Regions from separate parts of the Sus scrofa genome. Here all the other regions are linked to region 1. The links are chromatin contacts, called in public Hi-C maps. All regions are on one chromosome and are shown on one strand. The core of a region is the stretch at or near the end of the contact, and the rest is flanking DNA. Distances in the headings are between cores, read along the strand shown. Region 1 holds the start of MTCH2 (mitochondrial carrier homolog 2). Region 2 holds the start of FNBP4 (formin-binding protein 4). Region 3 overlaps FNBP4 (formin-binding protein 4).

Region 1 (2,522 bases), core at 12-2,511:
TAGCGAGGCCGGGGATCGAACCAGGAACCTCATGGTTCCTAGTCGGATTCATTAACCACTGCACCACGACAGGAACTCCTTTAATACACTGTTTAAAAAAATCTTATCCTATGCATGATTTCACTTAACAATAACATCAAGAGGAAGGTAGTAGTGTTATCCTTAGATTTAGACACAAAAACTGAAAACAAAAGATAAAACGACTTCCAAATCATTTGTATACAAAGGAGAACCAGAATCTAAAATGCAAGTTTTCTTTCCTGCTTCATTCTCTGTGCCAGGCTCTGCCTAAGTGCCTAAGTGCTGTTTGATATAGAATGTGTGTGCTGGAGCTGAAGGAGTAAGGACAATGCCTTTTCCTTTTTGCGTCTGTAACATGTAGCCTGGTAGGCACTGAAGTAATTGCTCACATAGGCAATAAATATTTATTGAGCATTTAGTATGTGCCAGGCGTTGAGTAAGAAACAAAGGCAGTTCCTGCTCCTGAATTCACGAGGTTTACATTCCGGTGGAGGAGACAAAAAGATAAATTTCAGACAATGATAAGTGTTAAAAGACAATGTGGTAGGAAATAAAGGGGAGGTAAATTTATTATTATTATTATTTTTTTTTTGTCTTTTTTTGCGCCGCTCCCGCAGCCTATGGAGGTTCCCAGGCTAGGGAGCTGTAGCCACCAGCCTACGCCAGAGCCACAGCAACGCAGAATCCAAGCCACGTCTGCAACCTACACCACAGCTCACGGCAAGGGCAACGCCGGATCGTTAACCCACCGAGCAAGGGCAGGGACCGAACCCGTAACCTCATAGTTCCTAGTCGGATTCGTTAACCACTGCGCCACTACGGGAACTCCCAAAGGGGAGGGGAATTTAAATATAGGTCAGAAAATGTGTTTCCGAGAAGTTTTAACATTAACTGAATGAATGAATGAATGAATGCACCAATAGCAACCCCCTGATGGAGTCATTATTCTATCTAGTTTTTCTTGGCCACTAGATTATGATTCTGATGCTGAGTAGTCCTTAGAGTTTACTTTGCTGATGCCAAAAAAGCAAGTGCAGAGGCGAAGAATATCGAAGATCCCTTTTCAATTATTTTTATTACTCTGACCTTGCCCATGCGGCCAGGGTCACTCCCCATTGCCACGCCCATTCTTCTTCGCCTGGGCCCTTCCAGCCCGCGCAAGCGCAAGAGAAACTGCCATTCCTAGTGGAGGGCATAAGCCCCGCCCCGACCCCTGCTCCCGCTCGCGAGCGCCTGCCGTTTCTTGGGGCGTGGCGGTGGGCGGGGACTGGGCGGAGAGGCGCGCGCCGCTGCGTGCGTGCGCGCGCGCGCCGCGGGCAGGCCAGTGAAGCCGGCGGCCCTGGCACGTGATCTGGGACCGGCTCGGTCGCTTGGTGGCTGCGTCTGTCTGTCCGTCCGCGGGTGCCATCATGGCGGACGCGGCCAGTCAGGTGCTCCTGGGCTCCGGTCTCACCATCCTGTCCCAGCCGCTCATGTACGTGAAGGTGCTCATCCAGGTATGAGTCCTCGCCATTCCCTTCCCCGATAGGCGCCTTATTCAGGCGCCGCTGCCCACGGTGCCTGAGGACCGGCTTCAACCATCCCAGGCCTTCAATCTCCCGAGATGCTGCTCCTTTGCTGCCCGCCTCTTCCTTCCCCGCAGGGACAACTTCCACCGCGCGCGGAGCTTCCACTGGCCCTGGGCCTTCCCGAGATCTCGCCTCGCGGTCAAGTGGGGAGGCCCTCTCCGTTCCCGGTAGCCAACTGCCGCCTTGCCCTGTCCTTCCCTGCCCTGCCCAGTGGCTTCTCTGAACTTTGTTTTTTCTAACCTGAGGTTGATCCAGGCCGGGCATCGCCAAGGACTTCCCAACCCTCCCCTCTCCGCATCTCTGAAATTAGAATTCATCTCTCCTCCTGGGCCCCAAATGCAAGACTTAAAATCTCTTGAAGACAAATCTGAAATTAGAGGGGAGCCAACGTTTTGTTAGCTTTTCTTTTCTTTTTTTTGCTGCTGTAGCTGCTGCTATTCTCTTCTGAGATTTTAGCACCAGATACCTAGAGAAACAAGGAGCTCATTCAGAAGTGATAATGAAGTGGTTGCTGAGTCAAATTTCTGAAGGATCCAACAGCAGCCCATATGGCTCATGACAGTGAAATTCACATCTGTCAGAGCTGGAAATCAGTTCAGCTAAAAGAGTTTTAGCAAGTTTAAGTATGTATGTTAGTTTCTAATCTACTGTGCAATAGTTCTTAAATGGTATTTTATATTCTCAGTCAAGTATGCCAGGTTTCAGCAGATATCAACTGTTAGATAGTATTTTCAATTGCCTTTCAAAGTTTCCCTGTGATAGGCAGGTCATTCATTTTTTTCACTTTTTGTAGAGAGTTGATGGAATTACATCATGCATAGTACCAAGGATGGGAGCAGTTTTTAGAACCCCTGTCCTCTACTTTTCTGTTAAAAAGAAGCAACACACTAGGGAGGACTCCATTTATTAAATATTGATGATTTGATTTGTGTA
Region 2 (2,522 bases), core at 17-2,516, 87 kb before region 1:
ACATCAGAGCCTTAACCCACAATAACAAAAGGGAACTCCAGGGACCCCTGATTTCATAGCCAGAAGTGTGAATGGGGTGGGGTCCTCACTTGGGAGCTGGCTAATGAAGTAAAGACAGTTCTGTGGGAGACTGAGCCCTTGAACTTAAAGTGTCTGATGTCAGCTCCTGGGGGTTATGGTCAGAATTGAATTGATCAAAGTATACTCAGTTGGGCATGAGACGATAAATGATTGTGACCTAAAACAAATGAACTGCCAGTTATTTCTCCAGCAGAGGTGGGTTTATTCGGAATCATCAAAGAATTGCAATTCAAGGTTGGCTACCAAGGCAAACCAGGTACAAGTACCCACATGGCAAAGAAAGGAACTGCTTTTACAGAAAGGAAGAGGAAGTTGGAAGAGCTGTAGTAAACAGCACGTGGCTTTTCATTGGCTGAGTCCTTCCCAGGAAAGAAGAGGAATCTCTTCCTATTGGGCTCTGCTATCTTCACAGGGCGGGAGAGCTGCCTGGCCCGCTCTGGTTTCCCAACTTTTTTGGGGGTGGGGGGTCACGCCCACACATGCATAAGTTCTAAGGCCAAGGATTGAACCTGTACCATAGCAGTGACAACACTGGATCTTTCACCTGCTGAGCCACCAGAGAACTTTCCAATTCTATTAAAGTAAGATTTCTTGCATTCCCATCCTGGCTCAGTGGGTAACCAACCAACTATATCTATGAGGACATGGGTTCAATCCCTGGCCTCGACTAGTGGGTTAAGGATCTGGCATTGTTGTGAGCTGTGATGTAGGTCACCAACACAGCTCGGATCCCACATTGCTGTGTCTGTGGTGTAGGCTGGCACCTTGGCTTAAGCATTAAAAATAATGTAAAGAGTGGGGGGGAAAATGTAATGCATACATATAAGGATCACCTGACCCCCTTGCTGTACAGTGGGAAAATAAAAAAATTAAATTAAAAATAAAAAAAATTAAAAAAAAATAATGTAAAGAGCTTCCCACCCCTTGGCATATAGACGTTCCTAGGCCACCAGGGATCCTTAACCTACTGGGCCACAGGAAACTCCCATCACTGGATTTCTTAAGCTCTAGAATGGAGGAGACAGCTATCAATGGAAAATCAAGTGCTGGGGAGGGGCTCAGCATTGACATAAAAGGTTGAGATGTAAAGCTTGCATGGGTCTTGAAAAAAACATTTTTCCCACGTGGTGCAATGGTTACTCCAGCTTGTGTAAAGGATGGAAGTGAGACAACTGCTCCCAGCAGCTGGCTGCAGAAGGGGACAGGGGAGAGGACAGTGCTAATAGAAGATAAATAAAGCAGGTTGGGAAGGCCAGATTAGGATGGCTCCCTTATCCCATCCCCACAATTTAGGTTCTTTCCTCCAATGCTAGTAAATCTAGTCATTTTTTTCCAGCCAATAAACAACGAGGTCATCTTTATGCTCTAGGAAAAAATTTACTAAACCATTAAAAGACTCACTATTCTACTTAACATTCAGTGTTATACCGAAAGTAAGCCACGATAAGTTGGGTGAAACTTGGCTAAAGACCTGGAAAACAGCAAGTTCCCTACATAACAAACGACAAACTGATACACAAGAACGGACACAAAATGGAGGACAAGGCGGTAGAGAAAAGACTGCAAAAAACGCATGGGTGGAGCCTGACGTAATTGGAAGCGATTCTAAACTGAGACCCTTCCTCACTATTGGCTTGACGCTCATTCTTTTTCCTTTTCCATTGGCTACCAGCTCCTTCTGTGCGTTAAAACAGCCAATAGCCTAGCCCTGTGGGTAAAGCCCGCCCTCCATCCATGGGGGGAGGAGCCTGAAAAGCGTAGGAGGCCCCAGGCGCTTGCGCGGGCAGGCCCTCCACCGGTTAAAAGCGGATCCTTGCAGGAGGCGGTGTCGCAGTGTATGAATATTGATTACGCAGCGCCGCGCCGAACGCCCGCCCCTCTCGGCTTCCCGACGCTCGCGGCTCGCGCTAGGGCTCGCGATGGGGAAGAAGTCCCGGGCGGTACCCGGCCGTAGGCCCATCCTGCAGCTCTCTCCGCCGGGTCCCCGGAGCAGCACGCCTGGCCGGGACCCGGAGCCGGAACCCGACACCGAGCCGGACACGACGGCTGCGGCGACCAGCCAGCCAGCCCCGGCGGCGGTGGCGGCGGCAACGCCGCAGACGACGACCGTGGTGACTACCGCCGCGGCCCCGGACGACTCGCCTTCGGAAGGTAAGCGTGCACGAGGGCCCTTAGGTGGAACGTCGGAAACTCGAGCTCGGAGCTTGGGGCCTAGGCCTCTCGAGCAGGTCCCTGAGGAGGAAGAGAAACCCGGGCTGGTGGCGTTTGTATCTGAGGCCTGCCGCACGGGGCCTGTGGGGAGGACGGCTGTGGGCCCCTAGGCGGCGGAAGGGTCGGCAGAGCAGTGTGCGCCCGGCCGGAGCCGACCCAGAGGCGCCATTTCTGGTGCAGGGCTTGGCCCGGCCACCCAGTCTGCTCAACGTCTGCTCTCGGTTTTGCAT
Region 3 (2,522 bases), core at 7-2,506, 69 kb before region 1:
GCGGGTTCGATCCCTGGCCTTGCTTAGTTGGTTAAGGATCTGATGTTGCCATGAGCTGTGGTGTAGGTCACAGTTGCAGCTCGGGTCCAGTGCTGCTGTGGCTCTGGTATAGGCCAGAGGCAACAGCTCCAACTATACCCCTACCCGGGGAACCTCCATATGCTATGGGAGCGGCCCTAAAAAGACAAGAAAAAAATTTTAATTTTTAATCTTGATACATACTTGAACCACCAACTCAGGAAATAAAACTATGAAAGTTCTATTCATGATAATGATACCACATAGTGTTGAAAATAATTTGTAAGTATTAAAGCATTATAAACCTGTTTGAAAAGTTCTGAATCAAGAATTCTCACTGTGGCTCAGCGGAAATGAACCTGACTAGTATTCATGAGGTTACGGGTTCGATCCCTGGCTCCACTCAGTGGGTTAAGGATCTGGCATTGCCATGAGCTGTGGTTTAGGTCACAGACACAGCTCAGATCTGGCGTTGCTGTGGCGTAGGCTGGCAGCCGTAGCTCTGATTTGACCTGTAGCCTAGGAACTTCCATATGTCACACCTGCGGCCCTAAAAAAAAAATCCTTTTTGTGATCCTGAATCCTTTTTAACCTGTTTATTTTACGACAAATAACAGGGTAGGATTAGGTAAGGAATCCCTGTAGGAAATTGACTGATTTTCCTAAAAACTACAACTTTAATATTGATTAACAGCAGTACTAGATCGAATGAACCTAAAAAGTAAAATAAATGAGGAAATGTCTTAATGTAGTCTAAAGGGAAAACCAAAACTACTGCTGCTCATTTTCACGGATACTGGAGATTTGGCAGTAATGGCAGTTTCATTTTTCAGAACTCTGAAGAGCAAGCAAGAGTTTTTATGAACTTAAGATAGAATTTCTTTTCCACTTTGGTCTTACTTTCCTGCCAGAGTATACTGTCTTGGACCAGAAGACTTATGTCCTTTTCACAGAATAAAAGGCACATAATAAATAAGTCGTTGATATAATAATAAGTCTTTAACTTACTGCTTTGTTGATTTTAGACACGGATTGCAGATTGGCGGGAAGGGGCTCTTAATGGAAACTACCTTAAACGAAAACTTCAGGATGCAGCAGAACAACTAAAACAGTATGAAATAAACGCCACTCCCAAAGGCTGGTCCTGCCACTGGGACAGGTACGCACTCTTCTCCCCTTTTCACCTTTCACCTTTGACATCTCAGACATGATTTGTGATCACCACCACCTGACGACCTGACAGCCTGTCTGGAGACTGAGAGCAGCTGCATTAGCGGTGCTGGGCAGGCAGAGCACCGCACGCACAGAGTTTGAGCCAGCCACTCGTTGGAGAAACAAAAAGCAATGTTTAAAGTGTTCCATGTAACGGATTTTTTCCCAAGATTGGACAAAGCTGGTTTTTACTCCAGAGTGTTGTTGCACGGAGTAGGGCGGGCTTGGGGGTTAAGCGCATGCGAGAGCTCTGTGCGCTTTACAGGACCTCTGGAAGCAACTACTCCTGATTAACCTCGGTGAAGTTAAGGAAAGCTTCGTGGCTGAAGATGTGAATGAAGAACAAGATTACTATCTTCTGCCAGCAGGTCAGATGAAAATATTTCTTTTTATATTTGGCTTTTCTTGATTTTTTTTTTTTTCGTTATTTGAAATCTTTGCTCTTTTATTTTTCAGCTCCCAGATCCTCTCCCTCTCTTTAGCTTTCACTGTGTTTGATATCAAGAGTATGAAATGTGAATTCCACGGTTGAAGAGGGGAAGAGTCACCTTTCGCAAACTTCGTTGTTCTCTTCTTTGGAAGGGAAATTAGTGTTCTAGGAGATCGAGTCCCTTTGCTAATGAAACTTGAAACCCTGTTAAGCATTGGCACACAAAAAAAAAGATGTGAGAGGTGTTTTCTAAGTCATCTGTTGTACTAAGAGGGCTCAGGGCTGTATTCACAGAGCTGCTGGCAGTGCAAATAGCTTTGAATTATCCTTGGTTCTCTATCCTGAATTGTCAAAGCTCTTTGTTGCCTTTGTGAATAGCAGTCCATTAAGAAGAGGTTCGTCCCTGTGAGAGCAGACTGCTGTCCTGGGACAGGACCAAATGCAAGTGTCTTTATAGGAGAATGGGTCTTGAAACTTGTGTTTTCTTTCTTGTAATCTAGGGATCATAGACGGTATTTCTATGTAAACGAACAGTCGGGAGAGTCTCAGTGGGAGTTCCCAGATGGTGAGGAGGAAGAGGAAGAAAGCCAAGCACAGGAGAGTAGAGACGAGACGTCGAAACAGACCTTAAAAGACAAAACTGGCACTGACTCAAATTCTACAGAATCTTCTGAAAATTCCACAGGTGGGACGATTTACTCTGGGTTACTTGGAGAGAAGTTATTTTAGAGGAAGGAAAAAAACTTGTATTGATATATAAAAGAATTTAAATCTTAATCACATAAATTTCTAACTGAAAAATAGGGGCTTGCCCTAATAAAAAAGAAAGAATGAATGCAGGGGTTATGTTGAAGAAAACTAA

The links. A called contact is a pair of places that touch in the nucleus more often than the background predicts.
Region 2: a contact with region 1 is called in a Hi-C map of skeletal muscle, with 8 times the contacts expected there. The contact joins the promoter of FNBP4 here to the promoter of MTCH2 in region 1. A contact is called at or near these places in 6 of 47 Hi-C or Micro-C datasets (brain, fetal liver, heart right ventricle and 2 more) and 2 of 2 datasets of contacts at active chromatin or transcription factors (alveolar macrophages and skeletal muscle).
Region 3: a Hi-C map of skeletal muscle shows a contact between it and region 1, with 2.8 times the contacts expected there. The contact joins the enhancer-like site here to the promoter of MTCH2 in region 1. A contact is called at or near these places in 6 of 47 Hi-C or Micro-C datasets (brain, embryonic fibroblasts, skeletal muscle and 1 more) and 1 of 2 datasets of contacts at active chromatin or transcription factors (alveolar macrophages).

The regions. Positions count from the first base shown.
Region 1 is chr2:14,981,730-14,984,251 of Sscrofa11.1, forward strand. It overlaps MTCH2 (mitochondrial carrier homolog 2), which reads left to right and starts at 1,262. Exons shown (of 13, transcript XM_003353877.5): 1 at 1,262-1,517. The coding sequence starts at 1,431.
Region 2 is chr2:14,894,267-14,896,788 of Sscrofa11.1, forward strand. It overlaps FNBP4 (formin-binding protein 4), which reads left to right and starts at 1,267. Exons shown (of 17, transcript XM_021083063.1): 1 at 1,267-2,232. The coding sequence starts at 2,001.
Region 3 is chr2:14,913,000-14,915,521 of Sscrofa11.1, forward strand. It overlaps FNBP4 (formin-binding protein 4), which reads left to right. Exons shown (of 17, transcript XM_021083063.1): 11 at 1,044-1,177; 12 at 2,161-2,345. Among named protein-coding and RNA genes, the nearest start is that of FNBP4, 19 kb to the left of the region's middle. Within about 2 kb of position 1,257, at least 4 of the 83 cell types and tissues checked have an H3K27ac peak or open chromatin away from gene starts, as enhancers often do. A contact at or near this core is called in skeletal muscle, where this site is marked.